4 separate regions of the Mus musculus genome follow, and regions 1, 2 and 3 are each linked to region 4. A link is a contact called in public capture Hi-C and promoter capture Hi-C data. All regions are on one chromosome and are shown on one strand. Each heading gives the region's core, a stretch centred on a gene start, on an enhancer-like site or on the middle of the called end of the contact. The rest is flanking DNA. Distances are from core to core; before and after follow the strand shown.

Region 1 (2,700 bases), core at 30-2,529, 130 kb after region 4:
TAGTACAGTGTCTCAGGGGAAGAAATGTCTGTGATTTGAAGATGAATGGAAAGCTTGTTTGAAGATAAGGAATTTTCTCTACAAATCCGAGTTAATGCGTCTAGGACAGGTTGCTCTAAAGTGACCAAACCAGTTAGGACAGCGCAGTGTCTCCTCAGAAATTGCAACAGAGTATGATTCAAAGCTTTATTCCTAAACTGCTAAATGGCAGAATCCTCTCCTAAATATTTGTGAACAGTGAAGATATTTTCCATAGTGTTGAATGCAAGAAACTAAAAGATCTATCTTTATATTTCCCTAACATGATTTTGTGGGTGGAATTTTTTAACACAATATAGTGATGACACATTTGTCTCTTAAACATTAACCTAGCTATTTGTTCATGGATATGACAAACTGCTCTCAGTGAATGTATATACCACCTCAACACCAGTATTTTAGATACATAAAACCTCTTCTGAATGTAGCTTTTGGCAATGTTATAGTTTTCCGTGTGGATTAACAAATGTGTTTGTTTAATTCTACAGCATTTAATCACTGGTATAACCTGTTTTATGTCACCTTTTGTTAAATCCACCAACCTCAAATTTCACTTCACTCTCCCATATGTTCTACATGAGAAGGTGTAATGATATGTCTCCAACTCTTCATTTCTCTCAGAAGCATAAACCGCAGAAAAGGAAAACTGCATTAAAACTGCAAAATACGGAAAGGGGATAACAGAAGAGAAAAGTAAACAAGGGAGCAAGGCACCCCAATTACCTTCACACAGAACTGGGGATCATTCTGGCTAGAAAAATGGTAGTAGAAAGTTATAGAAAAGTAGTAGGAAGGGTTTCATAGACAGTATCTCTAGAAAAAAAAATGAGGCAAATTAAAATGGAAAAGAAACAGCGATCGCCAATTTGGGTTTCTGAGCTACTTTGCTATGCCACATAGTGTATGTACATAGTGTATGTCTTCATAGCAATGGAGAACAGAACAATAGGCACCTCAAACTTTCCACTCTAGACATTGTCAGCAATCCCTCGGTCTCTCATAAAGCAACTTAAAATACTGTGTGGAGTATTCTAGTAACAACATTCATTACATAAAGTCATGTATGTGTCACTATGTAGGATGTTGTAGCAAATTCTCTTCTGTATGAGAATAAACGGTCTGGTGCCAACTCTTTCCTCACAAGTAGAATGCTGTAAGAGCTCACTCCGCCCCCGTGCCATTGACTGCTGATTACTCATTCACTTGGGGCTATAATTTGCACTTGTTCGCTGGCTTGTGAAAGCAGAGGAAGAGAGAGAATCTTCTAGGTCAGAGCAGTGGCTGAGAATGAATTCCAAAATTCAGAAGATAGAATTAAATGATGGTCACTCCATTCCTGTCCTGGGCTTTGGCACCTATGCAACTGAAGAGGTAATAAAAAAGGTTTGGGGATTAAGGGCCTAAAAGAATGAAATTTATCAATTCCTGTGGAATTTTGGTGGACTCCTGCTGCTCTGCTCCACCAGATTAGAGCTGTGCTATGTAGAAGAGAGGCAGACTGGGTGGGTTCTACTAAGGTTTGATCATGTAATCACTAACTATTCTGGTTTTGGGGTCTTCCTTCAGTGTCGATCTGCTTCTGAGAAAAGGAGAAAATTTGAAACTTAGTTAACATCATTATCTGATGATATATATTACACAAACATTTTATTTGTTAACCATTGAAATATGTTTATTCAACCAACTCATGCATTTTTGTTTACTTTTTTTGTTATTCTGAGTTTGATATAAGCTATGTGTATTAGTCTTTATGAAATAATTGGATGACAGGTTTTTTCCTGTTCTGTAGTTGGTTTCATTACTCTATTGACTGTTTCTACCATGAATTGAAAGATTCTTAACTTGATATACTATCATTTGTCTGCTTTTGCTGTTGTGTCTTGTGCTTTGAAGGACATATCCAAAAATTGCCTATGCAATGTTTTAAAGAGATTCCTTCATGTTCTTTCTGGTGGTTTTACCATCTCAGGTCTCATACAAACGTCTTTTGTTCGTTTTGATTGATATGTATACCAGGTAAGGAACTATAGCCACATTTCTGCCCTCTGTGTGAGGACACACAGAGGTCATAGTGTCACTGGTTGAAAAGCCTGTGCTGTTTCTTATCCTTGCCTCCATGCCTTTGTTGAGAATCACTCTGGACCATGGACTCATGTAGATGAAATCGATTCCATTCCATTCTCCTGTGTGTCCATTTGTATGCCAATGCCACAACTTGTTTTAGTTTCCTACAGAACTACTAAAAGTAGATATCACTTGGACATCCCATTTTTGCATATATGTAAATAATAAGTATACTGAGTAGAGCAAATAGATATTAACATTCATTATGGCATTATTTACAATAATTGATACATGGATCAATTCAGTGTGCAGCATCTAATGAAATATAAAAGAAAACATGAGACAGACAGATAGACGGATAAGCCGACAAATAGACACACACACACACACACACACACACACACGCCTATACACATATACAGATATTAGGCCACTATGCATACAGAAAAGTAACTATCTGTTATCTGCAGCTGAATAGATGGAACTCTGGGATATTGTGCTACATGAACTGTCCAGACACAGAAAAACAATTGTCACATGTCCTTTTTTATAAGTAGAAACTGAAAAAGTCTACTGAAATATATAGTATTATTGACT
Region 2 (2,755 bases), core at 16-2,515, 220 kb after region 4:
TGTTTCAGGAATTGTTTTCTCTAATGTATTCAATCTACGTAAAATAGTATAATTTAGTTTTCCATTTAAAAACACTATTTTATCTTAAGTGTTTTGCCAGCCTGCATGTCTATGTTGCCTGGTGTCAGCAGAGACAAGAAGAGGATTTTGAATCTCCTGGACCTGGAATTACAGACAGTTGTAAGCCACCATGAGGGTGCCAGGACTTGAACCTAGTTCCTCTGCCACAGGAGCCAGTGCTCTTAACCACTGAGCTCAAACACTGAGTTCCAGTTTACACAACGCAGCCCTGCCCTTCTCTAAACTGTACTGACTCCTACAGATTTACTGAAACTAGAGCTGCTGTGATATCTTTGCTCCTTACCTCTCTTTCAAGCATGCATGCTAAGTAAAAATTCTTATCAGAAGAGGTCAAAGTATCTCTATGATCATGTCTTCTGCATGAGAAAATTGCGACTTAAGCTTGCAGTGCCAGTCTTTGCCACGCACTGAGTAAGTAACCAGAGGATGAGATCAGAATGAAAACATTTCCCCAGGAAAACCTCCTGTTGTATTTTGATTCAAATGTCATGAATGGGATCATGGAGCAAGGATTTAGAGTTGCTTTGTTAAATTATAATTAACCCCAAAAATAGTGTTCTATTTTCTTTTTAGGTAAATGCTTCTAAAGTGAAAGTAGGAAAGAAATTCTACTTCAGTGCAGGTCTGAAGTTTGTGCTGTGGACTCAGACTCTGCTCTTTGTCTGATCATTTGTCATAAACTCCAATAAGTTCTACTACAAATTTGTTTTCTGGCTTCTGAGAGGAATAGTTATTTGAAGCACAGAAAGAAAAAAAAATCCATGTCACTAATCCTTTTGTAATCAATTCAAAGCACAGCAGTAGTACTGATTGGTTTTCATTTACTGTAAAATAGACTGAAACTAAAGGAGAAACAGAGCAGAGCCCAGAATAAACAATATTGTCCACATGATAAGTCTCCAAGGAACAGTAACAAGTCTGACTCCTCTATTACACATGAATAGCTGTAATCTGCAGACCTGATGTCTAATGTGAGCCTGAAGCAAACAGGAGCAAATCTAAAAGCACATCCTTGATCTCTTCTCCTATAAACTCTTAAGCCCAAGACACAACTCTTACCTTATCGGGCACAGTGGTTCCAAACCCCAGTGCAGGGATGAAGTGACCATCGTTTAGTACCACACGTGGGGATACAGAATTCATAGCTTGTTACTCATGCAACCACGCAGGTCTTGAGACTTCTGTTTTCACAGGATAAACGCCAGGAAAATTGCTACAGCTCCTTAAATATCTCCTGGAAAGTTAAACAATGGCATGTGGGAGGAGCCAGCTTAAAGCAATAGTCCAGAGACAAAAACTGGAGGCTGTCTGCATGTGTATGAGAGTGAACTCCAATAAATCAAGAAAGCATGAAAATGAAACCATGAATTTCTTGTAGAAGAAAAGGTTCTGTTCACAGTCCATGCTTAATTGTGTAAATTGTTAAGGGGAAACTGATGGACAGCAATCAATCACAGGTTACCTAGAAAGTAACTTCAGCTACTGGGCTCTGGTTTTCATTTGAAAAGAGTATCTCTTCTTTACTTTCTAAACAGTAAAAGTCTCATTGTGACATTTCCACCCAGACACAATGTTTCTTGATCAAGCTTACCCACTGCCCCTCCTGTTCCCTCTCTGGCCCCCTAAATAGTCTCTTCTCCTTTTATGTCTTTTTTCAAAAACCAAACACCATCTGTGGGGAACACACAAGCTATTTGCCTTTCTGAGTTGGGGATTTTATGTTTAACAAGATGATTTTCACCTAGTCCATTCGTTTTGGTGCAAATGATATGATTTTGTCTGTCCTAAATAAAGCTCTGTTGCAGGAAATATTTAAAAAATGAACTGGCACGTTCCTACTCTTGTGCCTCTGCCCCAGCGGCCTGGCTGACCATGCACTGGTGGGCAACAGCCAGCCTGTTTCTATCTTGTGGAGACTGACTCAAAACTCCACAATCTCTCCACCCAGCTCTCGGGTTCCCACTGGCAGTTGCTACCACGCCAACCCCGTGCTTCAAATCCCCCATGCCTTTGTGGTGCACATCTGGCAATCCCATGCTTTGCCACCATACCTTTCTTGAACCCATATGAGCCACCGAGTGAAGGAAAACGCAACACAAACTCAGTTCAGAAACAATGGTAACTCAATCTCTGGGTGCAACAACTAAAACCTAATCTTGTAAACTAGCCAGCCTGGTTTACAGAGTGAGTTCCAGGACAGCCAAGGCTACACAGAGAAACCCTGTCTCGAAAAACTAAAAAAAAAAAAAAAAAAAAAAAAAAAAGTAAAATCCAATTACTGGCTGAGATAAGAGCACTGACTGTTCTTCAGAAGGCTCAGTGTTAAAATCACAGCAACCACATGGTGGCTCACAACCACCTGTAACGAGATCTGATGCCCTCTTCTGGTGCACCTGAAGACAGCTACACTGTACTTATTTATAATAATAAATACATTTTTTTTTTAAAAAATCCAATTCCTTGCAAATTTGCCATGATACCAGAAACTCTAGCAACTACATCTTACCTGTCTGCTGTCCCATTCCAAAGAGGGTCTAACTCTCTCCTGCCACCTATTTTTGTCCATCCAACCCAGAAGTCCCTCCTACTTGCCCAGTGATTGGCTCCTTTATTCATTAGGAGACTGGTTCACAAGAAGCCACCTGAGCTTGAGACTCATTCCTCATTCCAGGCA
Region 3 (2,921 bases), core at 372-2,871, 240 kb after region 4:
CAGTATTGCTTTAATAGAATATGTCTAGATGTATGTTGTACATCATGCCGGTAAATTTTTATAGGTTTTTAAAGCTCATCGAGAAGCTGGCTCTAGAAACAGACTTTCCTCTCCCCCAACTTCAGACCCAAGTATGTTTGTGCCAATTGTTCACCCAAACTCTCTGCTCCAGGTCAGGTTGACCCACTGGCTTTGTACCATGAATAGGAAAAAACTCAAGCAGCTAACGGTATTGAAAACACGTGTCTTAAAAACAGCTAGCACATAAAACATTTCAGTCAGAAGTGGCTGTTGTTTATCCCATGATATGAAAATCACTACTGTGAGGAGACAAGGAAGTGGAAGAGGAAGAAGAAAAAGGAGGAGAAGAGGGGTAGGAGGAGGGGAAGGAGAAGGAAAAGAAAGAGAAGGAGGAGAAAAAGTAGAAAGAGAAGGAGAAGGAGGAGGAGAGAAGGAGGAGGAGGAGAAGAAGAGGAAGAGGAAGAAGAAGAAGAAGAAGAAGAAGAAGAAGAAGAAGAAGAAGAAGAAGAAGAAGAAGAAGAAGAAGAAGAAGAAGAAGAAGAAGAAGAAGAAGAAGAAGAAGAAAAGTGATATGAAGGGGAAGTTCATCCATGAGGAGAGAAAGCTAAATCAAGAACTCCAACTTACTACCCCAACTGTTCCAGTGGTTTGTGGGTTCCTGCATACAATTTGATTATGTCATCTCCATCTGCTGCTATTGGTTCAGTTACTTGGAAGCCTCACCCAAGGGGGTACTTCATTCTGCCAATGGTGGACTTGCAACAGGAAAATTCCAGCTGGCTACCTCCATAGGACTCTCATAATTCATTCCTACTAGATGTTTGGTAGTCCCCTGATTTAATGATATTTTGCTATATATCTGTTTCTATTTCCCTTCCATAATTCATTCCTTTACTTTTGCCTGTAAATACTTAGTAAACGCTCCTTCAAAAACAAAAGTATGGCCATCATAGATGATACTCCTGACTAGTAATATGGGTATTTATTCCTTCCTATTCACCATCCTATACACTAGTTTATTTATTCTACTATTTGTCCTTACTGGCAAAACCGTATCCACTAATTTTGCATGTAGGAAAAGTTATATGAATCTGTCCCTTTGTCTGCATCCAAACTGGAAGGATTGAAGAGCGGGATGCTAGGTCCATATCCAGAAAAACCACAGTGAGAGAGTAGCAGATGCCCAGAGAGCTGGCAATACCCATCTGACCAGCTACTGTTTCCAGGACAAGGACCATACCTCACAAGGCTGCTGTTGAGAGGCAAAGTCAGGATAATAGTATTTACAAATTTTCCTCAAATTTCAATCAGTGTATATTTTAATGATTTAATCTGATATCCTGTGTTTGTGTTCCTCCAAGGAAACAAACTTAGCTGGACAAATAAAGTCTTACAAGACACACAATTGAGCAGGCCACATGCAGAAAAATCATCCACCAGATACAGCTCTCCTGCTTTCTGGAATTACTTCCAGGGTAGGTAATATCCAACCCTTTAGTTCCAAAAGATCCGAAGCAAACGTTCCAAGTCCAAGCATTGGCATCACGTGTCCATCATTCAGCTTCACTGAACAACTGTGTTTGAGATCCATGGTACCCACAGCCCAGCCAATTGGACTCTGTCCTTTCTTCCCTTGACTCACCTGAGCTGAATAGAAGGCAAGGCTCCAGCACTCTTTCTTTCTGTCAAGAAAGGCAGGGACAAGATTACAAAGGCTCTAAAATAAAGTTGGAGTGAGTCCATTGACTTTCTTGTAATCCCTTTGTGACTCTATAGAAATATCTTACAGGAAACACACACAGAAAGTTTACATATTAGAAGACATTGGATTTTTCAGCTCCTAAACTGAAAAGCTAACTGTGACAGTCTACCCCAATAATTAATTTATACCAGACTTTATTATAAGATGCAAAATTATCACCATGGTGTTTGTCTTTAAACATGAAATTCTGCTACAGAACCTGTTCCCTTCCTCACCTTCTATTTGTTTTAAAGAACCATACCAAAAAAAAAAAAATACAATATAGAATTTCTCAAAGTTTGATGTCTGGGCCTGAGCTCACAAAACATCAAAATTCCTTTAATTATCTTCTTCTCTGTGGTATATCTTTATTTAAAATTCAGACTCTCTTATTTTGCTTCTTTAATAGATAAAGTTCTGATTGTTGCCTTTGTTGAAATAGTTGCCTCTTTCCAGAAGAGCCCTCTCTCCTCTATCACAGTCACTACTAACCTAGTATGTACCTTTGCTTGTTGTGCTCAACATATGTTCATGAGCCTCAGGTTCTTCATGACTCCCACAGCCTCATTAGATACAATTCATTATGCCCTCCTGCATTGCCTCACATTGTACTATCATAAACTAATGTAGCTCAAAAACACATGCTGATGAATTATACTCCAAATTGATTCAAAAACTCAGCTCGGATCAGAAAACTCGAAGCAGCACTTTCTTCAGGGTTACAGTTATGTTGCACTTCCTCACCTTAAAATTCTGCAAGTGCTTTTCCAATAGCACTATAATTTATCTTGTTATTACAGTCCATTCCCATCTCTTGGCAGAGTCAGATTTTTGCCTTTTATTGTGTATTTTATGCCAGAATTGTATCAGATATAAATTTAATGAGTATACCCTTTGACTTTTCTTTGGTTCAGCTGTGAAACTAAACAGAAACGAGGCTCCACTGCATGAGATGTTAGGCACTAGTATGGCCCTGACCACAGAGTAGTAGTGGCCAAGGAAGAAAAGACTCATTCTAGACACAAGAAAAACCCAATAGTCAACACAGGCCTATTGTAAAAATCGGCAGAATGAGAATTTGCTTCCTTCTTCACAGTGAATTATAACATTTTTTTCTAAGTGAGCAAGAAGCATCACCTAAGGTGATGCCTACATAGTT
Region 4 (2,817 bases), core at 219-2,718:
TGTCCCCTTTACTGTGTATTTCAGGGTCACAATTCTATCAGTGACAATAAAAAAATTCAGGAAAAAATTGCAGGGAGAAATTTCAAAACGTTTAAACTTTTCAACTTTAATTGTTGATTACTTTTTAAATAAAATTCTGAGAAGACTAAATTCAGTTCATGAGGTTTTTCTTTTTCAGTAAATAATTTACATATTCACTTTACATCTTGACTGCTGACTCTGCCCCTGGACCACACTACAGTACCCTCAGTCCTTTGCAAAGTCCCTTTCCCCTCCCTTTCGCTTCTGAGAGGGTGGATGTATCCTGGATATCCCCCGACCCAGGCACATCAAGTTTTTGCAAGGCTAGGTGCATCCTTTCCTACTGAAGTGAGAGAAGGTAACCCAGTTGGGGGGACAGATTCCACAAAAAACCTTTAGGGATAGATTTGCTCTAGTTATTGGGGGGACCCACATGAAGATGGAGCTGAACAACTACTACATATGTGGGGGGAGGGGGATAGGTCTAGCCAGACTCTTTGGTTGGTAGTTCAATCTCTGAGAGCCCCCCAAGGGTCCAGATTAGTTGGCCTTGTTGATCTTAATATAGGATTTCTACCCCCTTCAGGATGCTCAATTCTCCCCCACACAAATAATCACAAGAGTGCCTGAGCTCCATCCAATGTTTGTCTGTGGGCCTCTGCATCTGTCTCACTCAGATGCTAGATTAAGCCTCTCAGAGGTCAATTATGCTAGCTTCCTATCTGCAAGCATAACAGAGTATCGTTAATAGTGTCAGGGATTGGTGCTTGCCCATGTGATAGGTCTCAAGTTGCACCGGGTATTCCTTGGCCATTCCCTTAGTCCCTCTTTCATCTTTGTCCTGATATTTCTTGTAGATAGGGCAATTTTTGGGTTGAAATATTGTGAGGGGAGTGTGTCCCTATCATTTTAAGAACTCAATTGTGGCTTCTTTGCTAATTATGTTGTATGGTATGCAGTAGATCATTATTTTCAGTGATGCATGATCAAGTAGAGGCTTCATACTGGCCAAATGAAAATAAATGTCTTCAGTATCAAAATTATCCAATTAATCTCTTCTCTAATAATATATAATATATGAGATAAACAAGAGAAAAAACACAGAAAACAAATGCTTTATCATTATATAGTACTTTATTTGAAATTCATCCATCATATGAAAATGAGTGGCTTGCGTTCTTATTTGTGGAATACTGCTTTAAATTTCTGACTCCTCCCTTGAGTTGGTGTCCATTAGAGAGACGATAGTAGTATTTAAACAGTAGGCACACAACAGTACTGTTAACCATTAGCTAGACAGTAGCACTGATTAATCATTAGCTGGATAGCAGATAGTTAAACATTAGCCAGTGAGTAGGCATGGCTAACTTTCAGAAAGGGAATGTCCCTTGCTAACCATTTGACAGGAAGTTGATATACAATGTTTACCCACTTCCGCTTCAGGGCAACAGAAGACTCAGGAAGTGCTTAGCCAGGGGAGTGAGAGACAATGAGCTCCAAACAGCACTATGTCAAACTAAACGATGGCCACTTAATTCCTGCCCTGGGCTTTGGCACCTATAAACCCAAGGAGGTAAGAATACAGAATTCTCAGTATCTCCAGGCTAGAGCTAATCTATGTACAAGAGAGCAGATAGTTAGATTTGCCCTGCATCGGTGTCTGATTGTGTCCCCACTTGTTGACTTTTCTTATTAAATAGAGGTTACAGTAACAGCTGTAATTGGTGGCTATGGGTAAGAGACTGAGCTGGTTCCATGGGAGGGTGCATGAGGATTCAGGCAAAAGAACGGGGTCTATAAACATGCTTGCTTTTTTTCTGGGAAAAAGATCCGTGTTCCTGGTCAGTCCATAGGGAGGCATGCTTATAGGGAACATAGGAAAGGCTAAACTCTAAAGACATTTTTCCCTGGTGGCAGTTGATAGTGTAGCATATATTGAAGCTCTTGGGTACATGCCTCAGTGGCACTGGGATACTTGCTATTACTCAGTCAGTGACTACAGAGACAGGGAAAATGTTTGCTTATCTTCCCTGTTATTCTTGCTGTCAGCTAGGGAATCTGGGCTTGGCAGGATGTGGCTGTGTCCTTTTTGTTGTTTTTTTGGTTTTGGTTTTGTTTTTTTTTCTTGGATTTACTTTTCTGGCCTAGGCCTGCTTGTGAGTTTACTGTTCCCATCCAAAGCCCATCAGCTCTAAGAGAGAACTTGGCTGTGAGCTCCAGGCTTAAAGTGACAGACCCATCACCTAACAATTCTGGGCACTATGCTTTTCCTGTATCCATGCTTCACAGATTGATACAGGAGAATAAAGTCACCAGATTGCCCAACAGCTGTCTTGGTTGCAGTGTGGGAGGGGACTTATGTTTATGTCCACAATCTACAGCACCAATTTTCATTCCAAAAAGGAAAGGTGCCAGAAATGAACATGGTAACTCAGGGTGGCTTCCTGTAGATCAGTGGTTCTCAATCTGTGAGTTGGAACTCTTTTGGATTTCCAAAAGTTTGCATATAAGATATCCTGGCCATCAGATATTTACATTATGATGCATAACAGTAGCACAATTACAGTATGAAGTAGCAACAAAATCATTTTATGGGTCCCCACAACATGAGGCAATGAATTAAAGAGTTGCAGCATTAGGAAGGTTGGGAACCAATGTAGGAGACTAAGGCCTGAAACAAATATTTGCAAATACTTTGGTTTTGTTTCAGGGTAGCTATCAGCATCTCACAGTGGATGTTTACAAGAACTAAGTAAGATCTCCCATGTATAACTCTCAACTGTAGAAAACTTTCTG

Evidence for each region. Promoter capture Hi-C pulls out the DNA fragments that hold promoters and counts their contacts. Capture Hi-C pulls out chosen DNA fragments and counts their contacts.
Region 1: a contact with region 4 is called in a capture Hi-C map of macrophages, with 5 times the contacts expected there. The contact joins the promoter of Akr1c18 here to the promoter of Akr1c12 in region 4. A contact is called at or near these places in 23 of 39 promoter capture datasets (the 3T3-L1 cell line, the C10 cell line, the HPC-7 cell line and 13 more), 6 of 15 datasets of contacts at CTCF or cohesin (the G1E-ER4 cell line, embryonic stem cells, pro-B cells and 1 more), 141 of 484 Hi-C or Micro-C datasets (the 3T3-L1 cell line, 3T3-L1-derived adipocytes, 8-cell embryo and 66 more), 14 of 115 datasets of contacts at active chromatin or transcription factors (DN3 thymocytes, the NIH/3T3 cell line, acute myeloid leukemia and 8 more) and 4 of 9 other capture datasets (adipose tissue, embryonic stem cells, liver and 1 more).
Region 2: a contact with region 4 is called in a promoter capture Hi-C map of liver, with 4 times the contacts expected there. The contact joins the promoter of Akr1c14 here to the promoter of Akr1c12 in region 4. A contact is called at or near these places in 11 of 39 promoter capture datasets (the 3T3-L1 cell line, 3T3-L1-derived adipocytes, the HPC-7 cell line and 6 more), 1 of 484 Hi-C or Micro-C datasets (liver) and 3 of 9 other capture datasets (adipose tissue, liver and pancreatic islet).
Region 3: a promoter capture Hi-C map of liver shows a contact between it and region 4, with 6 times the contacts expected there. The contact joins the enhancer-like site here to the promoter of Akr1c12 in region 4. A contact is called at or near these places in 12 of 39 promoter capture datasets (the 3T3-L1 cell line, cranial neural crest, embryonic stem cells and 6 more), 2 of 484 Hi-C or Micro-C datasets (cranial neural crest and liver) and 1 of 9 other capture datasets (liver).

Annotation. Positions count from the first base shown.
Region 1 is chr13:4,149,225-4,151,924 of GRCm38.p6, reverse strand. It overlaps Akr1c18 (aldo-keto reductase family 1, member C18), which reads left to right and starts at 1,279. Exons shown (of 9, transcript NM_134066.3): 1 at 1,279-1,410. The coding sequence starts at 1,327.
Region 2 is chr13:4,058,101-4,060,855 of GRCm38.p6, reverse strand. It overlaps Akr1c14 (aldo-keto reductase family 1, member C14), which reads right to left and starts at 1,265. Exons shown (of 9, transcript NM_134072.2): 1 at 1,141-1,265. The coding sequence starts at 1,224.
Region 3 is chr13:4,033,936-4,036,856 of GRCm38.p6, reverse strand. No RefSeq gene overlaps it. Among named protein-coding and RNA genes, the nearest start is that of Akr1c14, 24 kb to the left of the region's middle. Within about 2 kb of position 1,621, at least 4 of the 459 cell types and tissues checked have an H3K27ac peak or open chromatin away from gene starts, as enhancers often do. A contact at or near this core is called in liver, where this site is marked.
Region 4 is chr13:4,278,050-4,280,866 of GRCm38.p6, reverse strand. Akr1c12 (aldo-keto reductase family 1, member C12) reads left to right here and starts at 1,468. Exons shown (of 9, transcript NM_013777.2): 1 at 1,468-1,594. The coding sequence starts at 1,511.